Linked DNA regions of Arachis hypogaea: region 2 is linked to region 1. Evidence: chromatin contacts called from public Hi-C data. All regions are on one chromosome and are shown on one strand. Each heading gives the region's core, a stretch centred on a gene start, on an enhancer-like site or on the middle of the called end of the contact. The rest is flanking DNA. Distances are from core to core; before and after follow the strand shown.

Region 1 (3,825 bases), core at 675-3,174:
AACGGACTTCACGTGAAGTCAATTTCAAATTAGTTTCTACCTTTCCAAATATTGTTCATATTAAAAATCAAGTACAAAAATTAAACCAATATAAAAGTGGTATGATTTGGATATTTCATGTAAGGTCCATACGGATTCTTCATTCTTCGTCTCTCTTATCTCTATCGTAAGTTTCTTTTTTCGACACGTACTTTCAATTAATGCATACATCTATGGAGGATGGATGGATGAACGTGACAGCGTAAATTAAATTCTAATAAAATACGGAAACTTTTTATCATTTTTAACCATTAATTTTTTTTAATATTTTATCATATTTTATACGTAAATATACATATAAATTCTCTAAAATTTACAATTTTTTTTATAAAACTATTTTTTAAAAAAACTTAAATTAATAAAAAAAATACATATAAATAATTATATTTTTAATATTTTTTATATAAAAATTTTAGATTTACGTGAATTTTATATAAATTTTTTTTATTTACCTTATGATAATTTTCTTTTAGAATTTAATAAAAATTAAAGTTTAAATCTTTCAATCATATAATTTTAATATCATATAATAAAACTACAGCTTAAAATAATAAGATAAGCCGCATGAACAACTATGTCTATTACAACTTTATTAGAGAATTTGTATAAAGAAAAAATATATACGCATAAATCATTATATTCTGCTCTACATTTATAAATTTGGCAATATGCGGTTCAAAGTCAAGCTCTAATAATATATTCATAGGCATTATAGATTAGCATTCTTTTAGAAAAAAAAGATTAAAATATGTTTTGCCTGTGAATCCTTCTAACATTCTAACACCCAAAAGGAGAAAAAAAAACTCAAATTATTTTTGATATAGCTGATACAATTATACAACCAATATTAGTATTCAACTTCCCAGGTTCAACTAGTCCAAAGCCATATATATCCAAATTTCCAATAGCAAAGTTTCCATCTCCTTGTACCGTGGGAATATGACAAATCTTTCACGTGATGAAAGTGAAAAACAAGGATTTCTTTATTTTAATTTTTACGGTAAAGACGTAAAGTACGACATTCTTAAGACATTCTTAAGAAATTGGACATTATCATTTACCATATTTGACTTAAGTAAACAATTATTTAATTTGAAGAGTGTTAGGGCCAGTAACTTTTGTGTTTTGTAATCATCAATTGGTCATTAATAGTATTTTTAATGGTGTGAGATTACATTCAATGTTGGGAAATTATTCACTTTTCTTTTGATGGTTAAGTACTGGTCACAAAATACAAAAATTGCTGACCCCCTAAATTTTTTCTTAAAAAAATTAGGACCCATAATTTAAATAATAATAAAATAATTAAAAATAACTATAAAAAAATTTATATAACTTTAATCTGGTAAAATGTACTTTTAATTTAATACCAAATAAGAGTTCCTAAAAAGGAAAAAGAAAAAAAAACAAAGTGATGAAAGGAGGAAATATATATACATAGAAGAGAAAGCTTAGAAATGAGAAGGAACCCTAAAGTAATAAGGGATATTACTAATTAAACAAGGATGAAGAAAGAAAGAAGAAGTGATGAGTATTGTTAGTATTACCTGAGAGAGAATGAACAAAGTGGCCATTGATGAAGAGATTGGTGAACTTGATGGGTGGGATCTTGAAAAGAGAAGAGTTATTAGCGGCGTGGCCGTTGGAAAGAGCTGTCATCTTTGTGTGATTAGTTTAGTATTTTTGTTACTAATTACAAACAATATTTGAGGTTGCTATGAATGTTGGGGGAACCACTCTTCTCTCTCTTTAAATAATGAAGAAAAGAAAGACTTGTATGTAAGAACAACGATCTTCACGAAATCAGAAAGAGGAGGTAGTGGACCGTCTCACTCTCTCTTGCCGTACACAAGTGTCACTTCTCATTTATTTATGACTCCATTCACATGCTACTTTGTACTTAATTACCTTATTTTAAGTCTACAAATTCATACTCATTGTAAATTCATTAACGATTCTACTTGTAAATTAATTACTTGATTATATTATAAAAAATTTACTCAATTGTAAATACTATTTTTTCTTGCTATTTGTATTTTATTTTAATTTTATTTTTAATATTTGAATACATTTCAGTTTATTTCTAAGTGAGATAATATATAATATAATAATTTTACAAGAATAATATTATATAGTCAATAAATATTATTATTTTTTATTAATAATAATTTGTACTCATATTTATAGACGTTTTGCATATAAAAAATATATAATTTACATTTATATTTACTAAAATTTTGTCGACATAAATCAATATATTTTATATCCACATTTTTAAAATTTTCACACATAAATTAATAAAATTTATTTGTTAAAAATAATTTAATATTTGTATTATTTAAATAATGACAAAAAAATATTAAAAATTATTTGTCTCCAAAAATTTTTCATCTTACAATGATATGGTACTTGTGCGTTAGTATCTTTGTTAACGGTATTAACACTCAAGATAGAATTGAACTATATTTAAAACATTAAACATAAATTGAAACAAATTAAATTTTAAATATATTTTAAAAAATGTTAAAAATAAAAAATAATTTTTTTACCCTTATTATAAATAATATTCTTTTTTAGAAGCTGTAGAAGAAATAACTTTTCTCTAATTGTTAACCAATATACTATGTCAATATCTTCATGTGGAGGTAGGTTAGTTAGCATGCAATACATATTTTTTCTTGACTAGCTAGCATGCAATACATTTTGTTTTGTGTCAGAAACTACTCCTTTTAATTATGTAATTTTTTTTAAAAAAATTATTCTTCATTTTCGTCATTTTATTTTTCTTGACGGCGATGTGAAAAAAATTCATAAAAATTGTTGGTAATTTGATTGTAATAAACAATAAGGGAGAGTAACATTATCAACTACGGAATATCAAAATCTGTCTCCCTAATTCTATTCTATGAATATTATTGTATTTTTGACTTTTTTTAATTTCCAATATTAATAATATTTCAAATTAAATTTTATTCTCTCTCCTTTAATAGTGGAAAGAAAGAAAAAACTTAAAGCATAATAAATATTCATAGCATTAAATTATAAAGTTGTTCAACGTTTTACTTGATCAATGAAACTTTTATATTTTACTAAACACGAAAGTTTTTCAAACCCGGGTGCTATATATGACGTATGTATCTTTGTATGTTATAAAATGTGATATTTTTAAAAGATAAATGAATGTAACATCTGAATTTTGATGGAGACCAATATAAAGGTAACAAATCAAATGGCAAAAATATTATATGCACGTTAAAAATTAATAACAAAATTAATTATTAAATATTTATATATAAATATATATTATTTAATTTATTTTTAATTATATGAACAATTAATTTAATAATTTTACCGATCGGATGATTGATCAAGTAGATGTATCATTTACCGAAGTTGACAAAATATTTGGGCTCCACAACTTAGCTAAGGCCTTGGACTTTTTCTTACTTTTTTTTTTTGGTTTGAGGTCATGTGGAGGGGCCTTTGACATTTATAAGGCTGAGATGAACATGGACAAACAAACTGAAACTCCTAGCTGTTGCTGGAACATGTGGGTAAATGTGTAGGTGTGTTGTAATATTTAAAGATCGAGGACCAAAAAAGCAAACTGGAGATCTAGTCATTGTTTAAAAAGCGTGATGGTTCAAGTATTACTTTATTACTTAGATTCCATTTTTATGGAAATCAAATATATCCGGAGAGAAGGTGGGAATTAAAATAATGATATTTTAATTTTCTAGAATTAAACTTGTTTGAAAATAACTTTTTAAATTTTGAACCAAATAT
Region 2 (3,825 bases), core at 857-3,356, 65 kb after region 1:
ACATGTCTATCTGACTTTTCTTTTTTAAAGAGGAAAAAAATTCATAATTTTAATATTTAATATTTAATATTATTTTAACTTATTTTAAAAATATTCTTTTTAAAAAATTTATTTAAGAAAAACTTTTAGTAAGTTCCACTTCTAGGGCCGAATTTAGAGGGGGCAAGTAATAGTCTCGATCCCCTAAATTTTAAGGAATTATATTTATAATTCAATTATACATCCAAGTCTTTTTAGCAACAAAGTTCAATCAAATTGGTCCAGATTCAACAAAAACCATTTTTATTACACCAGCGTGTACATATACATGTGCTTTACTAATGCAAACATATCCTTTTTTGTCTTTGTGTTCTTTCTTTTTCTTTGCGTTATTCCTTCTTTGTCTTCGCAATCCTCTTTCTTCTTCACGTTTTCCTTCTTTTTCTTCGCATTCCTCCTTTTTTTTCGTCGCGTTCCTTCTTCTACTCCGTATGTTTTCTCTTAATCACTGTTCTTTTATTGTTGTTACTGCATTTTTTCTTTTCCTCCTTAATTTAATTGAGGTTCATATGGATTCATAAATGAATTCAAATGTATTTTTATTGATGATTGAGTCTTTTTTATTGCTTGTTTAAAACTGAACTAATTTAAGTTCATTTGTGTGTTAATTGAGGTTCACCTGATACCAAGGTTCTGAGAACCGGACCGGTCATCGAACCTCTCTAATCGTTGGTTTACTGGTTCACTGGTCTAACCGGTCCAACCAATAATTCAACCGAAAAAATAATTTTAGAATAAAATAATAAATAAATTATAAATAAACATCCTAAAATATAATTATAATCTAATATAAATCTTAAAATATCTTCCAAATTTAAAACACTACATAAAATATCATCAACCAAATCCATATGATCTTATCAAAATACATACTCAAAAATTAAATAATAAAAAAATATCTAAATATTAAATACCAACATAAATAATTATCAATCATCAAATGCATTATTATCAGGAGGATTAGAATTGGCGGCATCATTCAAAATAGGAGGATTAGGATTGGCAGAAAAGTTATTGTTCACAGATGCATTGTTCTCAATAATTGCTTCTTGATTAATACTATCGCCTATAACTGAAATTAATAAATCGTTCACAAAATTAAAAACAGCAGCAGCACAGCCAGAAATAAAAAATTATCATTCAGCACCAAACAGGATATTCAGCAACAAAAACACCATTACCAACAGCATTCAACATTCAGCAACAAAAATTATCATTCAGCACAAACAGGGCATTCTGCAACTAAAATTAGCATTCAACAACAAAGTGTCATCAATCAAATCCATATGATCTTATCAAAATACAATCTCAAAAGTTAAATAGTAAAAAAAAAAATATCTAAATATTAAAAACCAACATGAAAATTTATCAATCATCAAAATCCATAAATTAAAAGAATGTTGTGACTGACTATTATTCGAACTAGGTGGATTAAGATTAGCAGAATTATTTAAATTAGGAGGATTGGCAGATGAATTATTACTCAAACATGCATTCTTAGCAATTGCTTCTTGATTAATACTTCCATCCATAACTAAAATCAATAAATCATAATCCAAATTAAAAACAGCAACAGAACGGCCAGAAATCAAATAATCATCCATAAGACCATAGAACAGAATCAGTAACAAATCCATTACTCAATTTTAGAATCAATAACAAACTAGTAACAAGAGCACATATTAGAACATAATCACTAACTTCAGAGTTCATCAGATTCACAAATTCCTAATTTCAGAAACTGCATATTTGAGTAATTTAAAATTTCAGAGTTCAGACTACTAACCTTGACTGAGAGAAAGACAACACCGGCAAGACTAGAAGGACGGCGACGGCGAGACGAGAAGGACGACGACGGCGAGACCACGGCTAGACCACGGCTTGCAGCTTGAACTCGAGCAAGAAGACGACGCGACTACGTGCCGACCTAGGGGTTTCGGTCTCGAAAAGGGAAAAGGAGGAGGCGCCTCCGACGGATGGTGGCGGCGGATCCGTGGAAGAGGTTAGGCTTTTGGGTTGGGGGCTAGGACTGTGGCTGGGGAGGGAGAGGGAGACATCGTGTGAAGTGTGACTGGGGCTAGGGCTAGCACGAACGGGTTTGAGGGGAGGGGTGAAGTGTGAGTGTGTGACTCGTGCGTGGAGTTTGACCGTTTTCGGGTTCCCTTTGTTTTTGTTTTTTTTTTTTTTTTTGTTCTAAATGGCAAAACGGCGTCGTTTCTAAGAACCGGCCAATTTTACTGACCAATTCTCGGCCGGTTCAACAGTTTTAGAATGGTTTTGTGTATAATAGTTTTTGGGGGAGGACCGAATCGTTTTCCTTTTCGGTTCCCTGTTGAACCGGTTCAACCGGCCGGTCCGGTCCAGTTTTCAAAACCATGCCTGATACTGCTGATAAGTATTGGATAACCAATTTTTTTATTCCTTACGTAATTTCAATTCATTTATTAGTTTAATTGAAGTTTATTTGGATTCAAAAATGGATTGGATGTATTTTTGTTTATGATGGAATTTTTTTTTACTACTTGTTCAAAACTAAACTGATTTTGATTCATTCGTTTGTTAATTGAGGTTCAGTTAATGCTGTTGTTAAAATATTCTATAAAAATACTGCGTCCTTCATATAATTAATAGTTTATAATTTATTTTTAAATTTTTAAAAATTTTAAAAGAATTAATTTTAATTAATAAATATGTAATTTTTTTTAACTAAACACATTATTGATATTTTATAATTTCATAATATATTATTAATATTGTTATGTTTCTTTTATATAGCTATCATGTTAAAAATAAAATTATAAGAGAAATTATATTTTTAATATATATATTAATAAATTTTTTAAAAAATTAATTCAATAATTATAAATTATGTCAAAATTATTTTTATAAAATAAAATATAATAAAAAATAAATAAATAATATGTCTAAAATTTGACCCTCATATTAAAATTTTTGGATCCGTTTTGGTTGCTGAAAATTCCTCTAAACCAAAAGTTGTGTCTCTCGATCGTCCATCCGATCCCTTGTACAATTGTGGCCAAGGTTTTGGCACGCATTATATATATGTACATTTCATTGTTAAAAGTGATAAAATATTTAATATCCTAATAATTAGCATTTATTTTTAGATGTTTATATAACATCGTTCCTTTGAGAAAATGGAGAATGGAATATTCTAGTGCCAATAAATTAAAGCATGTGGCGACAATCTTCAATAGCCGTATACGAAACGTAGCTAGGAGCTACTTTTGGGTTCATCGAGCGGTATACCAAACCAATATTAATTCCCCAATAGCCGTATACCATCTTTTTGAACTCATGCTTCTAGAAAATTTTCTACAAAAAACGCTTTGTTAATTGTGAATATGAGATCCACTAGCTAGTAATATAAATGCTAGTTTTGTTCAAGATTTTAATTATTATTGATTTGTTTCTTGTATAGAGGGTTTATTAGAATAATTACAATTCATTATGTTTCACATAAAACAGATCGTCCATTATTGAACTAATAAAATTAAAAATTAAAAAATTTAATTAAAATAAATCAAATATGATAATAAAATAATAATCTTTTGAATAAATTATTTTTGAAATATTTCTTTTATAAAAATAATAAAATTTTGACCATTTTCTACCAAAAAAAAAAAATAATAATAATCGGTCAATCGCTAACTATTTTTTGAATTTTTTTACTAAAACAAATCGATCGGGCGACGTATTCATCCTATTTATTACAGTTGAATTGGTTAATTTGGTTTGACTCTCAAAATTAACTGATTAACTCTA

What was found. Hi-C and Micro-C count contacts between places; a contact is called where the count stands out from the background.
Region 2: a Hi-C map of leaf shows a contact between it and region 1, with 2.4 times the contacts expected there. The contact joins the enhancer-like site here to the promoter of LOC112751186 in region 1.

Annotation. Positions count from the first base shown.
Region 1 is chr15:147,587,048-147,590,872 of arahy.Tifrunner.gnm2.J5K5, forward strand. LOC112751186 (aldehyde dehydrogenase family 2 member C4) reads right to left here and starts at 1,925. Exons shown (of 9, transcript XM_025800247.3): 1 at 1,587-1,925. The coding sequence starts at 1,698.
Region 2 is chr15:147,652,190-147,656,014 of arahy.Tifrunner.gnm2.J5K5, forward strand. No RefSeq gene overlaps it. Among protein-coding and RNA genes, the nearest start is that of LOC112749211, 8.4 kb to the left of the region's middle. Within about 2 kb of position 2,107, at least 1 of the 3 cell types and tissues checked has open chromatin away from gene starts, as enhancers often do.